Regions from separate parts of the Mus musculus genome. Here all the other regions are linked to region 3. Evidence: chromatin contacts called from public Hi-C and HiChIP or PLAC-seq data. All regions are on one chromosome and are shown on one strand. The core of a region is the stretch at or near the end of the contact, and the rest is flanking DNA. Distances in the headings are between cores, read along the strand shown. Region 1 overlaps Runx1 (runt related transcription factor 1). Region 2 has its middle 39 kb from the start of Runx1. Region 3 overlaps Runx1 (runt related transcription factor 1).

What was found. Hi-C and Micro-C count contacts between places; a contact is called where the count stands out from the background. HiChIP or PLAC-seq counts read pairs in DNA pulled down with a chosen protein or histone mark.
Region 1: a contact with region 3 is called in a Hi-C map of myeloid progenitors, with 2.6 times the contacts expected there. The contact joins two enhancer-like sites. A contact is called at or near these places in 3 of 484 Hi-C or Micro-C datasets (Th1 cells, bone marrow-derived macrophages and myeloid progenitors), 2 of 115 datasets of contacts at active chromatin or transcription factors (the HPC-7 cell line and acute myeloid leukemia) and 1 of 9 other capture datasets (embryonic stem cells).
Region 2: a BATF HiChIP or PLAC-seq map of CD8 T cells shows a contact between it and region 3, with 11 read pairs. The contact joins two enhancer-like sites. A contact is called at or near these places in 4 of 484 Hi-C or Micro-C datasets (bone marrow-derived macrophages, macrophages, myeloid progenitors and 1 more) and 4 of 115 datasets of contacts at active chromatin or transcription factors (CD8 T cells, the HPC-7 cell line, embryonic stem cells and 1 more).

Annotation. Positions count from the first base shown.
Region 1 is chr16:92,799,369-92,804,158 of GRCm38.p6, reverse strand. The region is part of intron 2 of Runx1 (runt related transcription factor 1); the gene reads left to right. Among named protein-coding and RNA genes, the nearest start is that of Runx1, 24 kb to the left of the region's middle. RefSeq lists enhancers at 2,275-2,509, 2,131-2,663. Within about 2 kb of position 2,403, at least 132 of the 459 cell types and tissues checked have an H3K27ac peak or open chromatin away from gene starts, as enhancers often do. A contact at or near this core is called in the HPC-7 cell line, Th1 cells, acute myeloid leukemia and 2 more, where this site is marked.
Region 2 is chr16:92,862,954-92,867,803 of GRCm38.p6, reverse strand. No RefSeq gene overlaps it. Among named protein-coding and RNA genes, the nearest start is that of Runx1, 39 kb to the right of the region's middle. Within about 2 kb of position 3,388, at least 48 of the 459 cell types and tissues checked have an H3K27ac peak or open chromatin away from gene starts, as enhancers often do. A contact at or near this core is called in CD8 T cells, bone marrow-derived macrophages and regulatory T cells, where this site is marked.
Region 3 is chr16:92,617,307-92,621,854 of GRCm38.p6, reverse strand. The region is part of intron 6 of Runx1 (runt related transcription factor 1); the gene reads left to right. Among named protein-coding and RNA genes, the nearest start is that of Gm30224, 23 kb to the right of the region's middle. Within about 2 kb of position 1,289, at least 171 of the 459 cell types and tissues checked have an H3K27ac peak or open chromatin away from gene starts, as enhancers often do. A contact at or near this core is called in CD8 T cells, the HPC-7 cell line, Th1 cells and 4 more, where this site is marked.

The DNA.
Region 1 (4,790 bases), core at 1,154-3,653, 180 kb before region 3:
TCTGATTCAGTCATATATAAGCATGCCTTTATTCTGCCTAGCTACATGTAAGAGACTAAAAGCCCCTCTGACGAGCTTGGAAGTGAGGGTTTGGAATGCCCACCAGTCAAGCAGAAAACGGGGGAAGCCAAGAAGAGCAACAAGAGAAGAAGACTGTGGAAGAGGCCACCCAGGCCATCCACCATGGGAGGGTGAGAGTGTAGAGCAAACACCCACCATTTGATCTATGGAGGTGGTGAGTTGAAGCTAGAATATGTTGTAAAACATTGGAAGCCATTCTCTCTGTAATCCACACAGCTGACAGCTGAGCAGATCCACACTCCCCTCCCCCAGTCCCTTCCCCCATTCTCCTCCCCCACTCCCACTAACCACATAACCAGGTTCCTATGAAATGTTCCCCACTCGCTACCTCATTTTTCTTCTCAGCTTCTTCTGAAACCAAAGCCACGTAGGTAAGACTGTTAGCTCACTTAGCAGTCAAGAGCATCCGTAGATCTGCTGGGGTGGTCCACGCATGTGACTCTCTGCTACAAAATGACCTGCCATGCCAGCATGAAACTACCTATAACTGCCTTCCAGAACTTGCCATCTAGGTAGAGAGGCAAAGTTAGGCCCAAAACACTCTGTAAATAAAAAAAATTAACTCAGCAGGACATCAGCAATGCAAGAAAGGCATCAGACCAGGCCAGGGGCAACCTTGCCTGTGCTCAGAAGGCCACAGTAAAGTTGCTTGAACTTTTCATACCGCCGAGTCCTTGGCTTGACAGTACAAATTTCTACAGCTCACCTGAGAAACCCCAAGTCTGGGGGAGCCCGAAACTCAGTACCTTAATAGTCCTTGTAGCTTCCAAGGTCTTTGAATGACAGTCTGTAACAGGAAGCCCTGACTGTTTGTGGTGATGTCAAAATGGAATCTTGATGTAACTTCAGGCGTACACGGAGCATCTGGTAGTTTTTGTGTCTTCTCGCTGGTGAGCAGTCCAAACACAGTGGATTTCCTAGTCGGCTTCCTCAGTTCTCCACATAGGACACTGCTAATTATATGAAATTCAGGGTATTCATTTTTTTTAAAGTTCAGGCCACAGTGCTAGGCTTAATTTGAGAACAAGTTAAGCTTTGGGATCTAAAATTTGGAATCTAAATTCTGAGCCATTAACTACAACCCAGTTTCTGTAAAACTATGTCTGTGAAGATCCGCATGGAAGACACGTCTGCTTCCCGGGACAAACAGGGTTCTGGCTCGGCTGCACAGCTCGGAGTATTTTCTGTCAGATCCTACCATCTTTTGGATGAAAGACTGATCTGGGTTCTCCCGTTTCTGAAGGCGTTCCCAGCTAGGATTTTTAAAAAGATTTTATTATTGTGTGTGTGTGTGTGTGTGTGTGTGTGTGTGTGTGTGTGTGTGTGTGTGTGTGTGTGTGTTTGTGGATGTGTGTGTGCATGAATGTAGATATCTGTACTCCTGTGTGTCTGTATGTGTGGTGTGTGCATGAACGTATGTGTGTGTGTGTGTGTGTGTGCTTCATGTGTATGTGTGTTTCTGTGTATATATGTGTGTGTTTCTATGTCTGTGTGCGTGTACGTGCCTGTGTGAGGGCACATGTACTCTCGTGTCTTTATGTGACTGCAGATACCCTCAGAGGCCAGAAGTACCTAATTACTCTGGAGCTGGAGTTAGAGGCAGTCTTGGCTACCTGAGGTGGATGCTGGGAAGAGAACTCTGGTCCTCTGGAAGAACACTAAGCACTCTTCACAGCTGAGTCATCTCTCTAGCTGAGATTTTCAAATCCCTTCCCTGCTTCAAACTCCCGTTCCTTCTAGAACATAAAGAAACTCCATTTCCCATTAACAAAGTAGCTCTCATAAAACCAGGGAATAAATTCACACACACACTCTCCCATCCACTATATCCTTGTGCATCCTTAAGCATTTTCATGCTAACAGCCCTAGCACTTCCCATCTTAGGACTGGTTGGTCTGTGGACCAGAGGATCAGCACTTGGTGGCTCTCAAGTGTTCTGCACAGGCATTCAGAAGCAAGCTTCTCCATGCCCAAGCTGTCCATCCCCTTATAGTTGGAACTCTTAGCCTTGGGACCCATGCAGAGGTGGGGAGTCCATTTAAGTCTGGTGGGGGTGGGAGGTGTAAGTTCCACCCCCACCCTTCCTGACACGCTCCTGAACCCTGGCCACTGCACCTGCTAGGTTCTCACTTCTCTGGGAAGCATCTAGAAACAGGACCTCTCACCCACCCCTCCCGGCTGGGCTCTAGGGTGGGGCCCTCACTACCTCTTTTCTTCTCAAAGAGCCTGGGATGCTGACAGCCTCAGATGGAGGCATCCTGTTTGTCGAAAAATAAACCGGCAGTTGAAGCCGGGTTGCAAGAGCGAGAAAACCGCAGGCCTGCGCGCCACTGATAACGTGGGCAGCTTGCTTTTGCAGCAGTTCCTAGCTGCAGCGGCCCTGTGAAGGCCTGTGTCACCGCCTCCCTTCCTGTCTCCTCCTCACACCATCCCTCCATCGCTCCTTGCTGGCTCTACCAGCCACTTGCTGGACCCTTCAGCCACTGGGACCATTGCTTTCCATAAAAAACTCCTTAGTGCAGTGCAGAGCTGATCAGAGGGTAGCAGGGAACCCTGACGCCTGATGGGTTGCTGACACCTGGGGGGGGGGGGCGCTACGGGAGTCGGGGGAATGGCAAGGCTTGCAGACCCTGGTCTTGAACTAAACTGTCTTGAAAATGACACATTTGGAACCTAGAGTTCTTGTCTTTCTGCGTCATGGGCTATTGTGACCTGGTTTTAATAGAGGAGAGAGGGAGGGAGGCAGAGAAGGAGAAAGAGACAGAGACACGGAGGAAGACAGAGACAGGCAGAGACGGACAGAGAGACAGACAGACACAGACAGAGGCACACAGTCAGACAGAGACACACAGAAAGATGGGCACAGAGAGCTGAAATACCAGATTCAAAAGCAAAGGGGACACCAGAGTCCAGCATGGAGATAGTTTTCCTTCTTGGAGTCATGTGCCCTGGCCTGGTTCCACGATGTGAATAACTGCGTGCCCATCTTCCTTCCCCTTTCAGGGGGTATTAAAAGCTCTTCCCCATTTGCCTGTTATCAGATAAGCTAGGCAGATGAGAAGTCAGTGGGTAACCGCTGGTATGACCACAAACTCACTGGGAACCAAACAGCTTGACCCTCCGAAGCAGAGAGTGGTATTGAGAATCAACAGGAAAGCTGCCTTCTTGGCTCCATAGGACCTACTTCTCAAAGTAGTGACAGTCAGTGTGGTGGTTACAACCTATAATCCCGGCTTTGAGGAAGCTGAGGCAGGGGAATTGCAATGACTCTGAGGCTGTGGTGGACTACAAAGTGGACACAAACATACACACACATGCACACACATGTGCACACACACACACACATATATACACACACATATGCACACACACAACCACTTAAGTGGACATCTTATGTCACAGCAAATGGCATCTAAGAGCTGATGTTAAATCATCCAAGAAGGGGCCACTGAGCAACACATGATGGCATCCCCTTTATCGCCGAGGGCCTTCTGGATCCTGACACCTAAGTTAGAGTTTCAAGTTCACCTTTGCTATTCTAGAGAACACGGGGAAAAGACCACCAATACCCTTCATCACTGTCTGTGTGTATCTGATGAATAAAAAGCCAGATAAATATGTTCTTACAACAGAAGGGGGACCAGAGGGAGGGCAGTGAGGTAAGGGGATTTGGAGAGTGCTAGAGATAAATATGAGCAAAATACTATATACATATACATGCACACATACACATATACACATATACATATACATGTGTGTTTATATACATAGAAATGTCATCGTGAAACCTGCTATTTTTATGCTAACTAAAGATTAATAACAAAAACAAAATTAACAAGGTGGTTGGAGAGACGGCCCAGTGGTTAAGTGTGTGCTGCTCTTACAGCTCCCCGCACTCACCCAGCAGCGCACAACCGCCTGCAATTCATATCAGGGCACCAACGCCCTCTACTGGCCTCTTGATGCACTGCTCTCACAAGGTGCACAGACACATATGCTGGCACTCATTCATACACATAAAATAAAAGTACAGAAATCGTGGTTGGGGGGAGGAATCCAGCCTATTCTTAAGGGCTTCTAGAAAAGCCCTGTGATTTTCCCATCCCCTCCTCCAGGAAGGTCTTTAAAATGGACCTCAATTCTGCTGAGCAAGTCCCCTGAGTGGCTGGCGCTGTGCATGGCTCTCCTCTGTACATGTCTGTCCTTTGGTGTGTTTCTCCCCACGGCCTCACTCTGGAGTGGCTCTCCTCATCTAACTTCTGCTGAGATATCTGCACCTAGCCAGGATACCCAGGCATCTCTGTACAGTTGCTAGCACAGACACTGGTAATAAACAGCTTAACTTGACAATCCTGAAGGAGCAAGGATTCAGGCCAAAGAATGTCCGTGTCTTAGGGGTGGAGAGAGTGTGTCTCAGCTCTGTTGTCACATGAGATGGAGTCCACTGGGGAAACCCAGCTGTCTCGTGAGATGAGTGTAAGACGTGGGACATCCTGAAGGATGCTTGGATGCTTCAGGTAACACGGAGCCCAGTTGTAAGAACGCTAAGGAAGGGGTTGTCAGGGAGTGACCCAAACTATCTCATTACTGTTTTAACCATTTTCGTGAAAGAAGTCAAGTGGGCTTCCTTCCTGTGAAATGTTGTCATAAACATATGACAGTGTGTAGGCTGAGAGACTGATTATAAAGATATATGTCAGAGTTTCCAC
Region 2 (4,850 bases), core at 2,139-4,638, 240 kb before region 3:
AGCAACAGCAATCGAACTAGAACACCTCCCAATCTTGTGTTCCAGACATTGAACAGAGTTCTCTTTGTTCTCAAAGTAGGTCAGTCCTGTTCTCAACACAAATGTCTGAACCAGCTGTGGGGGTCCTACTTGTCCTCACTGATCGTCTTTGAGAGACAGGAACATAATTAGGTCTCCACACTGAGAGGAAGAGGGAAGCAGAACGGGATTCGCTTTCTAAATCAAAAGACAACAACATCTGCATCAGCTCCTTCCTTCCTGTTTGTGGTGCTGAGAGGAGAACGCCTTGTGGGGGTTACGTCAGCCATCTTGTGATCATGAGGTGATAAATATGAAGTTTTGTTTTCCTGTCCAACTGGTCAAAGACCACAGAGAGGAAGAATAGAAAAGGCTTGGGTCCCTGATGACAGAAGCCATCTGCTGCACCAGAGGTGAAACCATCCACCCCCGCTCTTGAAGGATGACAAAGAGGATGACATAGTTCCCACACTGCTTGAGCCATGATGCTTTCTGCTTGTTGGCATCGGTTCACCAATCCACGTGGCAGCACCAGTGCAAAGACCCTTAGGTCCCACAGCAGAACCTGACCATGACCTTTACAGCTGTGTCTACAGCCCTCACCCTTGAGGCTCAACAGTGAATCAGAAAGAATATAGGAGTTAGCAATGGTGAAAAGAAGGGAAACCTACTCTGGGCTCAGGGGAGAATTTTTTTCTCCCGTGTGGACTACCAAGGGCATGGCCAGTAGCAGAGGCAGGCAGGATGATCAATTATCTCTGGGATGTGGAAGAAATATGTGTGATTGTGAGTGCCAGAACATAGAGGATTTGATATCTAGGGAGGAAGGTCTGACTTGTCAAAGGATATTTCAAATTTGTAGAGAATACACCTGAAGTATTTTAAAATTCAACACAGATCATCCCAACTCCCTCATCTTGGGAGGAGCACAGGTGGTTTGCAGGTACATCATCCTTGTAGGATCTGAACAGGGGGCTCGGAGAGAAGCTGAGATCTGTACATCCATTGTGACCACTGACAATTGGCCTCAGAGAACGCCAAGGGGATGGAGTCTCTGGTCTCTCTTGGTGCCACTGAGTTTGGATAATGAGCTGGTCTCTTCCTCCTCCTCTTCCTTCTCCCCCATCTTCCTCCACTTCCCATGTTCTTCCTCCTCCTCCATCTCTTCTTCTTATCTTTCCCATGCTCCCCATGCTCTCCCTCCTCCTCCTCATGCTCCTCCATTTCCCATACTCTCTCTCCTCCTCCTCCTCTTCCTCCTCCTCCCCATGCTCCTCCATTTCCCATACTCTCACCCCTCCTCCTCTTTCTCCTCCTCCCCATGCTCCTCCATTTCCCATACTCTCACCCCTCCTCCTCTTTCTCCTCCTCCCCATGCTCCCCCACTTCCCATACTCTCTTTCTCCCTCCTCCTCCCCATGCTCCTCCATTTCCTATGCTCTCCCTCCTCCTCCTCTCCCTCCTCCCCCTATGCTCCTCCACTTCACATGCTCCTCCACTTCCCATGCTGTCTTTCTTCCTCCTCCTCCCCATGCTCCTCCACTTCCCCATGCTCCTCCAGTTCCCATACTCTCTCTCCTCCTCCTCCTCTTCCTCCTCCTCCCCATGCTCCTCCATTTCCCATACTCTCTCTCCTCCTCCTCCTCTTCCTCCTCCTCCCCATGCTCCTCCATTTCCCATACTCTCGCCCCTCCTCCTCTTTCTCCTCCTCCCCATGCTCCTCCACTTCCCGTGCTCTCTTTCTCCCTCCTCCCCCTATGCTCCTCCACTTCACATGCTCCTCCACTTCCTATGCTCTCCATCCTCCTCCTCTTTCTCCTCCTCCCCATGCTCCTCCACTTCCCCATGCTCCTCCACTTCCCATGCTCTCTTTCTCCCTCCTCCCCCTATGCTCCTCCACTTCACATGCTCCTCCACTTCCCATGCTCTCTTTCTTCCTCCTCCTCCCCCTATGCTCCTCCACTTCACATGCTCCTCCACTTCCCATGCTCTCTTTCTTCCTCCTCCTCCCCATGTTCCTCCACTTCACATGCTCCTCCACTTCCCATGCTGTCTTTCTCCCTCCTCCTCCCCATGCTCCTCCACTTCCCCATGCTCCTCCAGATCCCATGCTCCCCCTCCTCCTCCCGCACTCCGGGATATTCTACGCTCTCACAAGGCAGTCCTCCCAGTGATTTTCCAGACAAAGGACACCAGGAAGCAGTTCAGAGGGGTTGGTAGATTTTAAGTTCTGCTTTATGGAACAGTGGAACCTTTTAAGAAACAGATTTGTCATATTGAAACTAGGTTTTCACTATATTATTCTGCATACTTTTCATTTTCTGCCTTTTAAGTCAATACAAATATAGAACAGAATATCTCATTTTTCTACTTTTATTTTTTACAATATTTAGAGTTGAACCCAGGGTCTTGAGTATGCCATCCAAAAGCCCTACTACTGAACCAAACCCCAAGATCTTATGGATTTTTTTATTCTGACATAAATTCTCCCCAAATTACTTAGGTTGACCTTGAACTCACTATCCTCCTAAATCAGCTTTCTCGGGAGCTGGGAATTCAAGTCTGTGCCATCAGACTGGGCTCATTCTTCTACAACTTCCTGAGGATCTATTCATGAAAATTGGGTACCAGTCATGTCTCTCTCTAGGTCTTCAACAGGTCAATTCCGAGTTGTCTAATGATGACATTCCTTCTTTGTAGTGTGTGTGTGTGTGTGTGTGTGTGTGTGGGTGTGTGTGTGTGTGTGTATGAGTGTATGTTGGTGAGTGTTTGTATGTGTGTGTTTGTGTGTAAGAGTGTGTGACTGTGTGTGTGTATGTGCCTGTGTGAGAGTATGAGTGTGTGTTGATGAGTGTTCATATGTGTGTGTTTGTGTGTGTGAGAAAGTATGTGAGTGTCTGTGAGTGTGTGTGTGTGTGTGTGTGTGTGTGTGTGTGTGTGTGTGTGTGTGTGTGTGTGTAAGTCTGTATAAATGCATGGCAGCCATAGGACAGCCTTGGACATGACAAGGTTATCCACTCTCACTGAGAAGTCGTCTCAGACCCGTTACCAGTTAGCCCCATGGATCCTCCTTTTCCTGACTCTCAGTGTTGGGCTCACAAGGGCAAGCCACCAAGCTCTATGCTTTTGTATAGATTCTAGGGATGGGATTCAGGTCACACTTCAGCAGCTGAACCTTCCCTAGCACACAGCTCACCTTCACAGCTTTGCCAGTGCTGAGCAGAAACCAAGGACTCTGAATTTTCTCACCCCAGACCCAGAGAACATTTAGATGAGGGGGAAACCCCACATCAGCCACTGTCCCCACCTCTGCATCCTAGCTCCTGATCTCACCCTATGTGTGATCCTCAAGAACCAGGGTAGCAGCACCACACAGTACAGTTGGCTCATCACCATGGTAGCAGCCCCACACAGCACAGTGTTCTCATCATTACAAGGAAGTGGAGTCATTCTTTCCCAGCCTGCTTTGCGAAGTTATTACAGAAGATGAGTTGTCATTGAACTCCCACTGTTCATTTTAAATAAAGAGGAACAAAAATGAAATGTGTCCGTGTGCTTTGGGCATGGGAAGATGACTCTATTGTAAAGAACTGACCTCATGATTTTACTTGGTAACAAAACTCAGGAAAAAATTAAAACTCTTTAATGGACTGATTCAACCTACAGAACTTTTTCTTTTGTTTCCATATGTATTTGCAACAGAAATCCAAGTAAAACTAAAAGCATCAAGGAGTCACAGGCGTTTTTATTTTACATGTTTATTCTGACCTGTGATTACTTTTCTCACAGAAAATTAAATTAAAATTACAACCTGACCATTTTCTGTTGGGCAAAATGAATCTACTGCAGTAATATGAAAATTGAACCTTTGGCCAAGATCCGTTAAAACTGCCTGATAGGATTTTATTGTCTTTAGGTGAGAACTTTGATTGAAGTGATATATAAATGATATAGATAAAAATAGACATAGATGCAGATTTTGTAAAACTTGATTAATTACAAGATGGCCAAACTTATAAAGCAGCACACAAATAAGAAAAGGAAACATTGTCACTTTCCAAAACTCTCCATTTCTCCTTTGCTGCCTTCAGTGTTTAATTTTGATTGTAAACTAGCTGAAATATAAAATCACCTGGGAGATGGGTCTCCTGCATATGCCTTTGGAGGGTGGGTGAAGTGTTATCTTTATTAGTTTAATTGAGGTGAGAAGACCTGCCTACCATGGGTGGCACTATTCCCTAGGCTGAAGTTCCAGTATGTATGTATGTATGTATATATATATATATATATAACAGAGAGAGAGAGAGAGAGAGAGAGAGAGAGAGAGAGAGAGAGAGAGAGAGAGAGAGAGGAGAACATGAACTGAGCATGACATTCACTGGTCTCTGCTTCTTGATTGAGGATGGCAGGTGACCAGCTGCCTCTAGTTCTAGGTCACATGACTTTTCTGCCCAGATGGATGTGCTCCAGTCCAGTTGTGAGCCAAAATAACCTCTTTCCCCTTTAAATGCTTTTGTCAGAGTACTTTATCATAGAAACAAGTCAAGTAACTATTACAATACCTATACATAAACATGTTTGCACTCTCAGCATTGCCTAAGTGTGCATTTGGGTAAAATTTATATAGATGATGAGATAAGGTTGCCTCGACTTTCAACTTGTGACATTCCTCTGTGTACCAACAACTCGTTTATTCACTTATTTTATTGCATGGTATCCCATTCTATGATCACGCATTGTATCCATTTTTCTATTGCTTAACATTTGTGGCTATTAAGAATAATGCTTGTAAGAGTTTCTCATGTCCCTAATAATATTCCTTACATGTGGCT
Region 3 (4,548 bases), core at 40-2,539:
TGAGTCTGGTTACCCCCCAACCCCATTTTTAAAAAATGAGGAAACAGAGATTTGGGAGGAAAAGGATTCTGGGGCGAGCCACCGGGGTTAGGAGTGTCCCTGATGTTGGGAATAAGCATTTCAGATTTGTAGCATCCTGACCACAAAGTCAGGAGGCCTCCCCGGGATGAGTGAGGAATTTGGGTACCGGAACAGGAGATGAAGCCACACAATTCCTTCTTCCCTTTCTCAGGTGGCCTGTCACCTCCTGGGTCTATAGATGTCATTTAGAATGGGTCCCTCAGACCCCGAAGGCCTTTGAAACAGCCTTACCAGGCAGGTCTCCATCCTGGCTCACTCTGGATGCCTCCCTTCAAAGTAACCGTTGGAACAGTGACCGCAGCCGAGACGCACATGACTAACCAAAATGTCTGCAGCCAGTGGGAGACAAATGCTTGGCAAATCCCAGGGCTCTTTCACAACCCTCTTTTCTTCCAGGATCCAGAACTGGTGGGAACTGACTCCTGTTATCACTGGTTCTCACTGGTGTGCTTAGGCGATGCTAATCCAGTGCTGGCTACCTGGGGAGTGGGGGTTGGGGGAAGGAGCTCTGGGGTGACTCCTGTCTGTTCTGACTTCTGGAGCTGTTGTGGGTTTACTGCCCACCGCAGAAGCCAAAGGAAACACTGCTCAAAACCACCAGAGGCAAGCAGCCTTTCAGTTGGGTCACCTGCCCAACACCAGGGCTGTGAAAGCTGACATTGCAGAGTGGGGGGTGGGGGTGGGGCATCCTCCAAGCATCTGGGGGCGCCACCACTTTCCTACACAAGGTATCCTGGGTCTTTCTTCACAAGGGTCCCAAATGAGAAGGTGCAAGCCTCCCCTGGGGCTCGCCCTGACACATCACCCTGGAAACTGACTCAACATCTCTGTGTCCTGACTCACATCCTGTTGTGTTCTCTGAGGCATCCGAGAGGGCATTACACCAGCTACCCATGACTGAGCTGCACTGGGAGGGCGCCCTGAGGATGACTCTGCCTTCTGCCTTGCAGAAAGAGGGGGAGTCTTCTAAGGAAAAACCCAGAACAGGCCCCTTGGGTTTATCCATTCTCAGAGCAGATTTTGCGCGTTAAGAAGCAAGTGGCCCTGCATTGCATGGCCCACTGTTTATTTTCAATGGATCGAGGGTGAACGGCTTGTTGTTTTAGAGATGCCCGCCAAATACTCAAGGAACAGAGCCCTGACTACAGCAGAGCCCCAACGTCCTGACCCAGAAAACCCAGGCTGTGAGGTCAGGTGCCAGGGCCACCAAAGGCTCAAGTGAACTAGGCTGATGTCCCCGCGTGTCCTTTCCTTGGACAGGGAGGGAGGGCACAAGGCTGAATCGGGATGCTTTGAGTTTTCGAAACAGGAACATTTATTTACTCTTCTGATTGGAGTGAGCTTCATTGATCACTTTAGATACGGCTACTTCTCTTTGCCTCGGGTGTGGGGCATTCTTTCCCCCTCCTCACCCCATACGCATTAGTTACTGGCGTTCTGGCTTTCCTTTCAAATATGTTTTCAGAACCAGAAATTTCCCTTCCAAAGCTGCCTCGTCTCCAGTCCCTAAATGTTGGTGTTTTCATTTTCATTAAGTAACTGACAGTCGACATATCTTTTCAGATCTCTTATTTGGTGGCTATGGCATCTCCAGATAATCTCCAATTTTTGAAGATTTCTAAGTAATATTTCTGTTACTGGTTTTTGTTGTTGTTTTGTTTTGTTTTTCGGGGGAGGGGAGAGTGTTGTTTGGTTTTAGTTTAAGTCCTTGTGGCCTAAGGAAATACTTTGTATGATTATGCCTTCAAACCCAAGCAGTCTTCTGTGGCCTCAAGTGTAGTCTGCCTTAGCGAGTGATCTGTGTGCCTCAGAAGAAAGGAGCGGCCTACCGGTGTTCTGTAGGTCAAACTGATACTGTCCAGGTCAGCCGAGTCTGAATTTCTGCTTGCATGGTCTATCGGTGACTGGAAGAGGGTGCTAAAGTCTCCTGCCGTAAGGATGGGTTTGTCTGCTTTTCCTTGTATTGCAGTTAGTGAGACCCTTTGTTCACGGGACACCTGTGAAGGAAAATGTATTTTTGGTTTTCCGTACTATCATAACGTAACTTATCTCTTATCCCTGAAAAGCTCCATCTTCAATCGGCTTTGTAGAAAACTTGATACAGCAACTCGGGCTTTCCTTGGATTGGTGTTAGCACAGCTTCTCCACCCTTTTATGCTTGCCCTATCTGAATCTACATTTAAATGAGCCATTTGTATGCGTCAGGTAGTTAAGTTTTATTTGTAGCTTGTTCTGACAACCTCTGTGGTAGATTTAGACAATTCACCTTTATAGATACAGTTGGATTATGATCTGCCATGGTCTAACTTTTATGCCTGTTGCACCTGGTTCTTAGTCCCACCCCCGGCTTTCCTGCCTCCTCTGAATGGAATGAAACATTTTATGTGACTTCATTTTAGCTTGTTTATTGCCTATCGGGTAGGAAAATGATTTTTTTTTTAAAATAGTTTTGTGGGAGCTAGAGAGCTGGGTCAGACATTAAAGCACTGAATGCTCATCCAGTGGACCTGGGTTTGATTCCTAGTAACCACTAGTGGCTAAAGGCGGTCTGTTAACTCCAATCCCAGGGAAATCCAACACACGATTAAGGTCTCCCTAGGCACTACAAGCATGAGGTACACAGATATGATGCAAGTAATACAACACTCATATGCATTAAACAATAAATAAATAAATAAATAAATAAATAAATATTTTAAAATTGCTTCAATAATTGCTGTAGAGTTTAAAAACTAAGCCCACAATCAAATAATGTTATTCCTTAATTGTTATATGTTACTTATATTTAAACTTTTGTTTACATTTTTAAATTTAGTGTCTCTCTCTGTGTATATGTGTGTGCCTCTCCCTCTCCTCTTCCTCCTCCCTCCCTCCCTCCCTCCCCTCCCCTTCTCTCTGTGTGTGTGTATGTGTGTTTGTGCGTGTATGTGTCTGTTTCTCTCTCTTTGTGTGTGTGTATGTGTGCATGTGTGTATATGGTGTGTATATGTGTCTGTCTCTCTGTGTGTACATGTCTGTCTGTCTGTCTCTCTTTTATGTATGTGTCTGCTGTCTCTCTTTGTGTATATATGTATATGATTCTGTCTCTCTCTATGTATATGTCTGTTTGTCTCTATGTCTGTGTATGTATGTATGTATGTATGTATGTATGTATGTATGTATGTATGTGTATGTGCCTGTCTCTGTGTGTGTGCTGTCTGTCTGTCTATCTCTCTCTCTCTGTCTCTGTGTGTGTACATGTGTATGTGCCTGTCTGTGTGTGTGTGTGTGTGTGTGTGTGTGTGTGTGTGTGTGTGTGTGTGCTGTGCTGTACATATGGAGGTCAAAGGACAACTCACAAGAATTAGTGGTTTCCTTCCACTATGTGGGTCCTGAGGATCAAGCTCGTGTATTGGACAAGCGCCACTCTGCTGAGATGTATCACTTCTTTCTTATCTGTCATTATTGCCAATTATTTTCTTGATCTTTATGCTGTAACTGTCCAACAAATTGTGGCTGTTATCACTTCTAACAGTTAACTTTCAGATCCGTTATGAATAGAAAATGGGTTTTATTTTATTTGATTCACTTCTTCTGGGATGACCTCCTTTTCACCCAAGATCTAAGTTTCTGGTCCATTTCATTTTCTTTCTGTCTGAGGCCCTTTAAACATGTCTGTTGGTGATCATTGATTTCCATTTCATCAGAAGATGTACTGCTTTTCCCTTTGCATTGGAAGAATAGTTTTGCTGGGTATAAAACTCTGGGTTGGTTTCACTTTGTTCCCTTCAGACCTTTGGTGTGAGTTTTCTGTGATCGTCCAGTTGGGTTCAATGATTACAAAGCTATAGTTGACAAAGGCATGTAGTTCCCCCAGTGTCTTTGTTACTTCCTCCCTTGTTGTCTTTGAGTTTCCCATGAACTCTGCTTTAGTCTATGCTTAAAGCTCTTTGGTTGGCAGTCTACCATAAGATGGGAAACCATGAGAACTCAGTTGAGTTCCTGGGCCACAAACATGTTTCTCCTGGACAGTACTATAGCTCTCCAGACTTGTATTCTCATTATCAGTCTATATTCAGCCTCCAGCAACTTGTGACATCTCCATGTTGTACTTCCATGAGCTTCTGTTTCTAATCAACAGACCTTGGGTTGGTTTTACATGCTTGCCTGCCTCCCAGGACTTGGGTGGTGCCCTGCTTTCCTGCTAGAATTCTGTGGGAGATACAGGAAAGTCACAGATTTTCTGTTCTACTTTTTTCCTTGTTCTTAGGACAAGAATGGTAACTCCAAAACTCTTTACATTTTAGTGCTAAAAAAGGAAGAAGCAGGCCACTCTGGTATGAATTATTTGGCAGCGTCATGGTGGACTCTAAAGATGTTTTGATGTTGGTACCTTTAAGACATTCTTTTCCTGAGTGAAATATGTCATGGTGCTTTGTACTGTCTCCCTACCTTTCCCCTTATCTTTGACCTCCATTTCAAATGGAA